Regions from separate parts of the Hordeum vulgare genome. Here all the other regions are linked to region 2. Evidence: chromatin contacts called from public Hi-C data. All regions are on one chromosome and are shown on one strand. The core of a region is the stretch at or near the end of the contact, and the rest is flanking DNA. Distances in the headings are between cores, read along the strand shown.

Region 1 (4,017 bases), core at 311-2,810, 140 kb after region 2:
CCCTTGTGTCGAATTAATAAGTCAAGGTGTAATACTACCCGCAAGGACTGTCGTGACCCCCTATACTCGTGGGTTATGAGGGTGGGAATGACCTGCAATGGTGCGTAAGCACGGTCAGATGTGGCAATCGCTAACAAGAAACAATATTTGAGAGCAATTCAGCCAATTGGTTATGGCGACAACGATGATGTTTCACCTCGATTTCGGCTAAGTCAACGGTCAGTGAAGAGCTCAAACTCTAGCAGAAGAGCGGCGAGGGCCGAGGGAGGCCAAGAGCTAGTGGCTGGGGCGGTAGACAGTTGCTTGGAGGTACGCCAGCCAAGCGGCAAAGGTGCGTGGCGAGGCGTGAGAGGAGCCATAAATTTTACTCCGCGCGCTCGCGATTGAGAATATTCAAGCACCGCATAGGAGACACAGTAAAACATATATTCCACTATTCGGCTTAGGGGGTCAGCTAGGTATAGGTTAGATTTTACTTCTGTGTAGCTTTTTAGTGGATCGGCTAGAGTTTCTCAAACCCAACCTAATAATATCTCTAGCAGATCCGGCAGTCGGTCGTCTCGCAAAACTCATTTACGTTATCCTAAAAACGATTTTTGCAAGAGGCATAGCCAGAATAGATCCGTAACTGACACCGCATATTTAAATTTGTTATTCACCCTTTAAACATAGATCACGGAGTTCAAACATAGCACAAGCGAGTTCATCATACTACACACCATAATACAAACGAAATTAAACAATTCTACTAATAAACGGAAAGCACAATAGCAAACCGCATCTACTCGTAGTCGTCATCCCGTCTTTGCTCTCGTCGCTCTCGCGTGGCGGGGGCTCGTTGCCATGGAGGGTGTGGTACATGAGGGTGTCGGCGAGGGTCTGTGCAAGATGGAACTCCTCCAAGAGCCCCGGGGCGCGTGCGGTCGCTACTTGATCTCTTGCGACGACAGCGGTCTTTGCCTCCCATCAAGCCTTCTTCACGTCTCGGTGTCGGTTGAGCGCCGGATCAAAGATCCGCCCGAGGCGACGGGAGTTCTCCCACGTCAACGCTCCGCGTCGCGACGGTGCACCTGCTCCTTGTGTCATTCCGGCACCAAAGGGCAGAGGGAAGAGCTTCCAACCTCATCGTCGTTGCGCCGCTTGAGGCAGTCAAACCCCCGCGCGCGTCGAAAAACCCGTGGCCGCCACAACCGGCACCCACTTACACCACCTCCGACAGCTTCCGATGGTTAAACACGGCACAAATCGACATTAGAGATCTAAGAATTTCTCGTTGGAGGAGATGTTTCGCGACAGAGCTTGATGTAGGAAACGAGACGCGAACCCTAAATCAGCCCGGATCCGGCATATATACCAGAATCATGGGCAATTTACAGGTCAGGCCTTTTTTGACGGATCTGCTCGGGCCGTATTTTTGGATCATCACATAAAATGACCGAAAAAACGCACCTGATTGAAGTTATATGGGATGTTCCAGAGATGCTGTGACCTAACTGCAACCCGCTCACATGGTCGTTGGGGCCCATGTAAAAGTAGACGGCCCAGATCACCCCTTGGGAATCCGGTACCACCCCCCAACACCAGTGAGCTCAGCATCTCCACCTCCTCGTCCTCCTCACCCCCCTCGTCTCCGGCTCCGACTTCGGCCAGAGGAAGGAAGGCAGGCAAGGGCGGGGACGATCGAGCCTTCCCCGAACCCCGCGCGCATCCCATAACCTTCCACTAGCCGTTCCATTCTCATCCTCTTCGGCGGCCGACCAGCCGGCCAGATTCTCCTGATCCAGGGTTATGGGTCAGGCCTTCCGCAAGCTCTTCGATGCCTTCTTCGGCAACAAGGAGATGCGGGTGCGCCCTCTTTTCTTCTCTGTTCTCCTAATTAGTTTGTTGGGCGGATGGATCGATCGACCGACTTGTATCGTCGTACGGGCATGTAGTATTGCAGTAAGATGTATCCGTTCCCTGATCCACTCCTCCTTTGATTTAGTTTCGTATGATTCGATATGATTTGATTTTTTCATCCTGAATACATACAACTGAGGAGCTAGCAGATTTTACATATCAAAACCATGTGATGGTGCTCGCTTTACTTACTAGCTGCTTTTTTGCCATCTTAGTTGCTTCTTGTATATCATCCATGTATCATCAGAGATACTCAGAGGGCACGAAGATCCAAGTTGATTCGTTGTGCTCCTTATATTCTAATGGAACGGCCTGTTGCCTTATGCTAGGTGGTGATGCTTGGGTTGGATGCAGCCGGTAAAACCACCATACTCTACAAGCTACACATTGGCGAAGTACTCTCCACCGTTCCCACTATTGGTACAACATACGTGCCTGCCTATCTCTAACTTATTAACTAATGTTTGGGTTCATGAACTGTACTTTCATCCAGCTCAACGCGACGGCCCTTAAACTACTTTGCTAATAAATCCGTTCGTGTGACGCTCTGTTTTGTGTTGCAGGCTTCAATGTTGAGAAGGTTCAGTACAAGAATGTAGTGTTCACTGTGTGGGACGTGGGTGGCCAGGAGAAATTGAGGCCCTTGTGGAGGCACTACTTCAACAACACAGATGCTCTGGTCATTACTCTTATTCCATATGCTTGCATGTTGTTTCGTTGTATTTTATGTAGCAATTCAGCATAGGAACATATGATTACAAAAGCTATGAAAATACTCCTCTGGTTAGTTGTTTCATTCTTTATTTGCTTCTCTTTTGTGCCCGTCTAATTTATGAACAAGTTCAGTAGTAGTCACCAGGAAAGATGGTCAATTAACTTATCTATGGATATTAAGTATTGAGCTCATTCCACTTTGCGTATGTTAGTGCTCTTAACTGCTGAACCACCAAAAACAGAAATGGTAGAATTGTTAACCAAACAGGGTAAGTGTCTGGATGTTGGTACACATCTCCCTACCTAGCCCAGGACCTTCATCTTCATGCATCATGCTAGAATTCACTTTTGGTTTATTGATGAGGCATTGTGATTTGTTGTATGACACTGTTTTCTTGATATATAAGCTTTCGCCGTTGCTTTTGTTAACTTGCAGATCTATGTGGTCGATTCCCTCGACAGGGATAGAATTGGAAGAGCCAGGGCTGAATTTCAGGTTTATGGCATTTCTTATCGAGAACCGTTCCTGTTTCTGTGGTAATATCTTTTGTGATATGTGTTCTAACTTACTGTAATCTGATATCTCTTGCAGGCCATAATCAATGACCCGTTTATGCTCAACAGTGTATTATTGGTGTTTGCTAACAAGCAAGACATGGTATGCTTGTCATGGTTTCTTTTGTACCGCGTGTATAGTGTACTTATTCAAGATGGTGTGGTTTGTGTAGAATACTACTACATTATAATTCTCTACCTTTAATACACTTCGTTCGGACCTGCTTCCTGTGTGCATATCTAAAGAGTTTGCAGATTGTAGGGGATTTACATTGTTTACATATATGGACATGCTGCATTTATGTGTGGCTGAAGTAGCTTTGCTGATATTTTCAGTTTCATTATGACAAGAGTTTATTTTGGCATAGATAACGTGGTTTATTTCACTGTTTGTATGCTTAAACATATAGTGTATGTATGTCTTGTGGATGCAGAGGGGAGCAATGACTCCGATGGAAGTATGCGAGGGTCTTGGTCTGTACGACCTGAACAATCGTATCTGGCATATCCAAGGTACCTGTGCTCTTAAAGGCGATGGCCTGTATGAAGGCTTGGACTGGCTAGCGACGACCCTGGATGAAATGCGAGCTACAGGGCGGTTAGCTTCGACATCGGCGTAAAGAGTAACAGGGAAGGACCGTCTGTGTTTCTTGGCCCCTCATTTTTCCTTTTTGTGTCTGCCCTGTGGCCGCTTTTTGATGTGTTCGACAGATTTGTTGTAGTATGAATGATTCACAAGAGGAGATGCGTTTTCTGAAGAGGGGGTCATCCTCTTAGTTGGAGGCGCATATATATTCTGTTCTACTCTAGGATTGTGGGATGTAAATACTGATGTTTCTACTGATGGCA
Region 2 (3,653 bases), core at 423-2,922:
TACAAAAACAACACTTCTTATTCCCTTGTCAGTTGCGTCGTGCGAGGTTGTCTTTTGTTAGCACAACTCCCCTACAAAGAGACCACATAAAGATTTTCACTTTTAGTGGAATCATGGACTTCCAAATTTTCTTGTTATTACTCACTAGTACCTAAGAATGAGTCAGCGCACGATACATAGAGTCAACGGTGAAAGCCCCTGATGTAGTAAGGTTCCAGCGACACATATCCCGGCCTTGTGTTAGGCTAATCGAATCCAGCCGGGATAAAAGATTGTGCCATGACGCAAGTCGGGGGGGGGGGGGGGGGGTGCAATCAAATCTTGTCTGAACGAAATATTCAGCGGGGATGAACTAAGCACCTGTGGAATAGTAGTATTCTTATCGCGAGCAATGTTGTATAAGGCTGGATATTGTTCTTGAAGACTGACATTGCCTAGCCAGATGTTTTTCCAAAAGTGAATATCACACCCGTCCATTATTGCGAAAGACCCAAAGCGAAAGAGATGTTTCTTCGCCGTCATTAGTCCAACCCAAAAGTGCGAGTCGCCAGGTTTCCAAAATGCCTGGGACAACGTCTTTTGGCCTAGATACTTGTTGCGCAGCATGGTTTGCCAAACACCATCCTTAGTAAGAAGTTTGAATAACCATCTACTGAGTAGTGCCTCATTCTTGACCTGCAGGTCATGAATTCCAAGGCCACCTTGGTCTTTCGGTCTACAAACCACGCTTCATTTAGTCAGCCTGTATTTTTTCTTTTTACCGTCTCCTTCAAAAAAAAATCTGGATCTAAAATAGTCCAGTCTTTGTAGGACACCTTTTGAAAGTTGAAAAAAAGAAAGCATATAGAGAACCATATTTATGAGGACAAAGTTAATCAAAACCAACCATCCTCCAACTGATAACAGTTTGTCTTTCCAACTGCTCAACCGTTTATTTAGATGCTCCTCTACATTCTTCCACTCCTCAATGGTGAGGCGTCGATAATGAATCGGTATTCCCAGATAATAGAAGCGCCTATGGAACACGGGAATGGCTCAGCTTGACTATGTTGTACATGGACCTATATTTGAGTCCATATGCTACAGTTGTGAATAAACAGTGGCGCTGCGACTGGACCGTTCTTGTGTACTTTTGGTGCAACCAGCAATACATCTCTCGAGCGGTTCTTGTTGACCATCAGCAACACATTTGCAGACCAAACTTGAATTAATGTGCCTAGATGAGTAGTTGAGGAATTTGTTGGGATTCATGAGAGTCACATGGCGAGGTTGCCCGTCGCCAGCAGTTCCAGGAAACCCAAGTAGCTATAGGCAATTTGCAAGTTGAGCTGGATCGGCAATAGACTACTAGTACCGTGGGTGTGGACGCGGATAGACGCAAGGTTGGGTCATTGGCTGCTGCTACTAGTTTTAGCTCGTCGATCGAGCTAATCCCGCGGCTACTATGTCGCAAGTCGCAGCTCCCTGCCTGCCTAGTGGCTGATGAAGAGTTGACGAGAGGTAGAGCCAAGCGCCCAAGTCATAAACTAGTAGCAGCAAGCAGCTCGTCTGAATCTGGATGCAAGTAGAGCCTTCCACTCTCCTCGCTGTCACTGTAGGTACCAATGTTATGTAGTGACAACTGACAACTGGATGCATTATCAAATGCGCATGCCTGGTCTACTCCGAGCTTAAGTCTGAAGCCAAAGACAGAAATGAGCAACAGCTAATCAGCAGAGATCTTGTGCTAGTACTATACATCACTTTCGCCGCCCACGTCCCATGCACATCAGCCATCGCCAGAGTAGAAGCATTCAAGGACAGGCGGATGGATGGATAGATAAGATAGGTAGATAGATAGATCGGTTGCCGGTTGGGTAGGCCGTAGCTAGCTGGCCGGCCGCTTGAAACGGGGGCTTCCGTGGCGAATCCCGGCTGCCTTGGTGCCTTGGTGTCTTGGGTTGTAAGGGAAGGTGACATGACCCGCCGCCTATTCCTCCACCTTCCGCACCAACAACCGTGAAGGTCCCACAGGAGCGCCCGCACGCCCAAGGCTGCCTCTGACGGGCCAGGTACGCACATCTTTTGGGTTTTCAGTGCAGTGGTGCGCCGTCGCTGGCTGCGGGTTTGGTTGAAGGACGGGGAGGCCACTCGATCTCAGCTCGTTTATCCTCTCCGCTCCGTCCGTGGTATGCTCGTCCGGTTGCTGACCGGGGGCGAGCGGGATGACGCTCTGCCTCGTCCTGTAGCTTGACTTTTATTACCGCGCTCGGCCAAATCCGCCGAGCTCATCAATTCCGGGGGATTTGCGTCCATTCCGTTCTCGCGGTATTTCAATTTCAGTTATTACTGTTTCATTCATTTCATTCCGCTGCCTTGGTCTGTCCGACGTTAGAGCCTTCCATCTTTGCTCCCGGTCGATCAATGCTCGCTGAATCTGGATGCGCCCTGCAGACGATGGCGTCCTCTGCTGGTGATGGTAAGGAGGTGGCCACGCTCGAGTCCGGCCACGCGTCGTCGTCGTCCTCCTCCTCCTCCTCGTCGCCGGCCGCTGCTGCCAAGATGACGGCGGTGGCGAGGAAGCAGCGCCCCTTCACCTGGACAGGCCCTGCCATTGTTCTGGGTAAGTAAGTAAGAAAGACGACGACGACGTTTTCCGTTGATTCATGTGGTTGAACTGACTGACTGTGCTGTGCAGGCTTCGAGTTGCTGGAGAGCATCGCTTTCTCCGGCGTTGCGCTGAACCTGGTCATCTACCTGGGCACCGTGCTCCATGGCGCCACCGCCTTCAACGCCGCCCACGTCGACACCTGGAACGGGACCACCTTCATCGTGCCCGTCATCGGCGCCTTCCTCGCCGACAGCTGCTGGGGCAAGTACAACACCATCGTCGCCTCGCTCCTCTTCTACCTCGCTGTCGGTCTCCTCCTCTTTATTTATATCATCATCGCTTTTGATTCCGTCCGTCAGGCGAAAGCCGTGGTTGAGATCGATGGGGAAATGAAAAATGTCAATCGAATGGATGGATGCAGGGCCTCGTGCTGCTCACCCTGTCCGCGGCGATCTCGCCCTTCCGGCCGTCGTCGTGCGAGGGGCTCTCGTGTCCGCCGGCCTCACGGACCCAGTTCTCCGTCTTCTTCGCTGCGCTGTACCTGACCTCCATCGGCACGGGGGGCGTCAAGTCGGCGCTCCTCCCGTTCGGGGCGGAGCAGTACGACGACAGCAGCCCGGAGGAGAGTCGGAGGAAGCAGTCCTTCTTCACCTGGTTCTTCGGCGCCATCAACCTCGGAATCTTCGTCGCCGGGACGCTCGTGTCGTGGCTGCAGCAGAACGTGTCCTGGGCGCTCGGCTTCGGCGTCTCCGCGCTCTGCCTGCTCCTGGCGGCCGCGGGCTTCCTGGCCGGCACGCCCTGGTACAGGGTGCAGCTCCCCGCCGGTAGCCCGCTCAGGGACATCCTCAGGGTGGTGGTGGCGTCCGTGAAGAAGAGGAAGGCCAGGCTGCCCGCAGCCGCGGATCGCGGTGACCTTGACCTTCACGAGGTGGCGGAAGACGACGACCTGCAGAAGCTGGCGCACACCAAAGGGCTCAGGTGTCTGGACAAGGCCGCGGCGAAGAGCGGCGGCGACGGCCACGAAGGCCCGTGGAGTCTGTGCACGGTGAGCGAGGTGGAGGCC
Region 3 (4,253 bases), core at 529-3,028, 220 kb before region 2:
ATGTTTTAATACAGTAATTTATTAAGCTAGAATCTTTGTGTCTAATCATGACTTGAGAAAAGCTTGGAATCTAGCCCCCCCCCCCATCAACCTGCATAATAAGGTCAAGTACTTTTTTTTACTGAACTCACTTAGACTGGTCGTAATGAGAGTATCATAGGTAGTTTCATGCATGCCAACTAGGTAATTTTGATGAGGTGATATAGAATCATATCATGATATCGTATCATATTAAATGTTGTGCTACTATGTGTCATGCATGACAATAAATGACCTATTCTATGATACTAACATATGATACTGTATATTACGGATGTAATATCATACACGAGTATCATATGCATGATATTAGTATATGATACTTTCCATTACAACCAGCCTTAGAGCATCTCCAACAGCATTGCTATTCTGACTTGCTAAAAACTGAGTATAGCAAGAGGAAAGAGAAGATTTAGCAACCCCAACAGTTTTTTGCTCCAACAGCATTGCTATAAAATTTAGCAAGCCTCTCAATGTCACGTGGGGATCTGTGCCAGGCCCAGGACAACAGGAATCTTGAGGGCGGTGGGGTCCACTTGTCAATGGAACAAAGGGATGTAGGAGACCACAAAAACTGGGCTGCTAAAAATTATAGCAAGTGCCTCTCCACTTTACAAATATATAAGTGTAGGTGCAAATATAACAAGCTTTGTAAAACAATTTGTGAGAAATCACTTATACAAAGGCTGTTGGAGCAACATTTTTGGACCAAGTTGCTATATTTCCAGTTTTTAATAATCCTAGCCAAATATACAAAGACTGTTAAAGATGCTCATGTGTTCCAAGCAACCATCGCCTACGCCGGCTGCTACCTATGCCTACAAAAGGGGACAATGAACTGACACATTTACAATACCAAAACATCGATGGACAAGTGGGATACCGAGCACCGAGCTGCTCGTCCATCACAACTTCGCACTCATGTTAGAGATGCTATAAAGAAAGGACATGCTCAACACAAACGGAAAAAAGTCTCTCACGCTACTGCTACTGCTACGGCAGGGAACCACTGAATCAGATCTGGCCAAACGGGTCGGGTAAATGGGCCGGCTCGACAGCCCGCGTGCCTGACACGACACGGGTCCGGCCCGGCACGGGCTAATCGTGCTTGGACCCGGCACGGAGCACACCTCGGGTCGTGTTTGGGCCTGGAGGCTGGGCACGCCGGCCGACACGACACGATTCGTTTATTTTTTTATATACATTTTTAGATTTTTTTAATATATATAAAAAATATGATTCAATAGACCTAAAAATAAACCCATAAAGCTAAAAAAATACGGCCCAACGTGTTAATCCGACCAAAACACCGATCCGTTTAATAACCGGGCCGTACCTAGTTCTGTAGTCGCAGCCCACGACACAACACGGCCCGATTACAACGGGCCGTGCCGGCACGTTTGGCCAGGTCTGCACTGAATCAGGGAAGATCCGGTCTCACTGCCTACAGTTGCTGACTTTTCCTCATCAGGGATAAAGAAAGGGCACGCTTAGCACAAGCGGAAGAAAGTCTCCCGCGCTACTGCTACTGCTACGGCCGGGAATCACCGAATCAGGGAAGATCCGGTCTCACTGCCTACAGTTGCATATACTTTATTTATTTATTTCGCCTACAGTTGCATACTTGAGCTCAAGGACACAGGGAAATGAATGCAGTTTGTTGGATCGGATCATGTGAACAGAAGGCGATCGAGACAATTGAAATACTAGAGCACGCGACCCGCGCTAAACACGACGCACACCGACTCTTAATAATGGAGCCACAGCTCGATGAGAGCGAGCGGGATGGGGATGCCCCCTTCCGAAATAGAGTAATGCTCTTTTTTCTTTCTGACATCAAAATAGAGCAATACTCATTGCTCAACAGTACTATTTGGTGCGGAGTAGAGAAGAAATAAAGGTCGTCGGTACTGGCGGCTACGTGCAAGGACGAGCACCAAACAGCTCCGGCCAGCCTCCGCCGGCACCCACGGGCAGCAGCGGCGCGCCATGGACGCTGAGGCCGGAGAGGCGCCCCTCCTCTCCCACCAGCGCAACTCCAACCAGGTAAACCCGCCTTGCCTACCGGAAAAGCCCATTCCCGAAAACGCCTGCCTGCCCGCCCGCTTCTGCTCGCCAACCATTTATTTCTCTGCTCTGGCTCGGCGGCTCTATCAGATAGGGACTGCCTCTTCTTCTACTGCTGCAACTAGCATCTCTCGCCTCGCAAGCAGCAAGAGGTTGAGGATTTGAGATCAGACCCTTCGGACTCATGGCCACGCCTCTACGGGACTCAGATTCCGCTCCGGGTTTGTCGGATAGGGTTGGTGATGGTCAATTTTGGTAGTACATACACTAGTACTCTCATTGTAGACTGTATATAAGTACACGGCGCTCATCCTGCTGGATCTCTCCGCCGCTCGCCTGCTTGTAGCAGCAAGCAGCGCGCGCATTTCGATCTCGGCTCAGTTACATCCGAGTTCCACCTTAGATTTGCGATCCTGCTTGCTACTACCCGTCTGCACTGACGCTTGCTACCGCTCTGCATCCAAATCCCACCTTACGTTTTTTTTCTTCCTTGTTTCAAGTCCACAATCGGGTCACCTTTAACTTGCTTCATCTGTTTCTCCATGCATACAGGTTTCCTCGGCAAATTACAACTGCAAACCCTTCAACTGGAAAGCTCCTGCTATTATCTTGGGTCAGCTCCTCACATTCCTGACCAGTCTCATCGATGCAAACATGCCTACTACAGTACTATGTTTTTTTTTTTCCTTATGTTGAAAACAAATTAACACTGGTTTGCACTGTAGCATTTGAGTTCTTGGAGAGCATTGCATACGCTGGTATTGCCCTCAACTTGGTAGTATATCTTGGGAAGGTCCTTCATGGAACCACTGCTTCAAATGCTGCGAATGTTGATACATGGAACGGCACCACGTTCCTCATGCCCGTCCTCGGAGCATTTCTTGCTGATACATACTGGGGGAAGTACAAGACCGTGGCTATCTCCATAATATTTTATCTTACTGTAAGAACATGCATTATGTAACTTCACTTGCTCTTTTCTATGCTCATTTCCTTGCAGTCATTATGTGTGATTTCTTAACTCCTCAATTTTTCTGTCAACAAATAGGGGTTGCTCATCATTACTGCTTCGGCGATCATTCCATCTTTACAACCTGCCCCGTGTGAAGGAAATTCATGCCCTCCTGCCACAGGGTTTCAGTATTTTGTCTTGTTTGCTTCACTATACCTTGTCTCGATTGGGACCGGAGGGGTTAAATCAGCTTTGCTCCCCCTTGGGGCTGATCAGTATGATGATTCAAACCTTGAACAGAGTAAAAAGAAGCAAGCGTTCTTTAGCTGGTTCTTCATTGCCATTAACCTTGGTGTCTTCATCTCGGGGACCGTTGTTGTATGGATACAGCAAAATGTTGCTTGGTCTCTTGGATTCGGCATCTCATCGGTATGCATCATTATTGCCACAGTTGCCTTCTTGGCAGGAACACCAATCTACAGGGTTCAACTTCCTACCGGAAGCCCACTGAAAAGTCTTGTAGCGGTGTTTGTCGCGTCATTTAAAAAGAGAAAAGTAGAGGTTCCTGCTGATAGCTCAATATTGTTTGATGGGAATGATGCTGATTTAACCAATGAAGCACCAAACAAATTGGCACATACTGAAGGATTCAGGTATGTTCTTGACATGATGGAGTCCAAGGCTGCTAGTATAGCGGGACAAAGTTAGCTTAAAATTGTCTATTTAACAAAAGAACTTACCTCACATGTTTTCTAGAATTCCCCACTAGCTGCAAATAGACATCTGGAATCGCCCTTAACATTTTCAACGAAAATAGGGTCAACAAAATTTATGAAATTAGTAATGGCTTTTATGTTCGTTTTCTTATAAAGAATGATGTTAGAGCTATTAGAAAATGTGATATTTGTATCAAAGGTTACATTGACATGTGGCCTTGATTTGTTCACGTGAACCTCAAAGAGGAGTAAAGCTCAATTGGCCCTTATATTGTACTCTTCGTGAACCATAACCTCCGATTGTAATTAGTCAGAACAATTTGTCATGAAACATACCAGTCCTAATTAGCACCATCTCATCTACCAGATTGAATTAAATTGTCTTTCGCAACATTGTGGATGTCAGTCATGTTATGTTATATAATGATCAAATTAGATTTTTTTGGTGGCTGTGTGCATCACAATGATGCAGAGGCCGG

Evidence for each region. Hi-C and Micro-C count contacts between places; a contact is called where the count stands out from the background.
Region 1: a Hi-C map of seedling shows a contact between it and region 2, with 4 times the contacts expected there. The contact joins the promoter of LOC123437081 here to the promoter of LOC123437045 in region 2. A contact is called at or near these places in 1 of 6 Hi-C or Micro-C datasets (seedling) and 1 of 1 datasets of contacts at active chromatin or transcription factors (embryo).
Region 3: a contact with region 2 is called in a Hi-C map of seedling, with 4 times the contacts expected there. The contact joins the promoter of LOC123437019 here to the promoter of LOC123437045 in region 2. A contact is called at or near these places in 1 of 6 Hi-C or Micro-C datasets (seedling) and 1 of 1 datasets of contacts at active chromatin or transcription factors (embryo).

Annotation. Positions count from the first base shown.
Region 1 is chr1H:360,343,944-360,347,960 of MorexV3_pseudomolecules_assembly, forward strand. It overlaps LOC123437081 (ADP-ribosylation factor-like), which reads left to right and starts at 1,561. Exons shown (of 6, transcript XM_045115683.1): 1 at 1,561-1,845; 2 at 2,229-2,319; 3 at 2,463-2,578; 4 at 3,050-3,109; 5 at 3,206-3,271; 6 at 3,603-4,017. The coding sequence starts at 1,789. The coding sequence ends at 3,788.
Region 2 is chr1H:360,207,695-360,211,347 of MorexV3_pseudomolecules_assembly, forward strand. It overlaps LOC123437045 (protein NRT1/ PTR FAMILY 8.5-like), which reads left to right and starts at 1,673. Exons shown (of 4, transcript XM_045115682.1): 1 at 1,673-2,051; 2 at 2,434-2,602; 3 at 2,678-2,895; 4 at 3,012-3,653. The coding sequence starts at 2,437.
Region 3 is chr1H:359,984,888-359,989,140 of MorexV3_pseudomolecules_assembly, forward strand. It overlaps LOC123437019 (protein NRT1/ PTR FAMILY 8.3-like), which reads left to right and starts at 1,779. Exons shown (of 6, transcript XM_045115677.1): 1 at 1,779-1,850; 2 at 1,927-2,085; 3 at 2,659-2,719; 4 at 2,832-3,049; 5 at 3,155-3,711. The coding sequence starts at 1,794.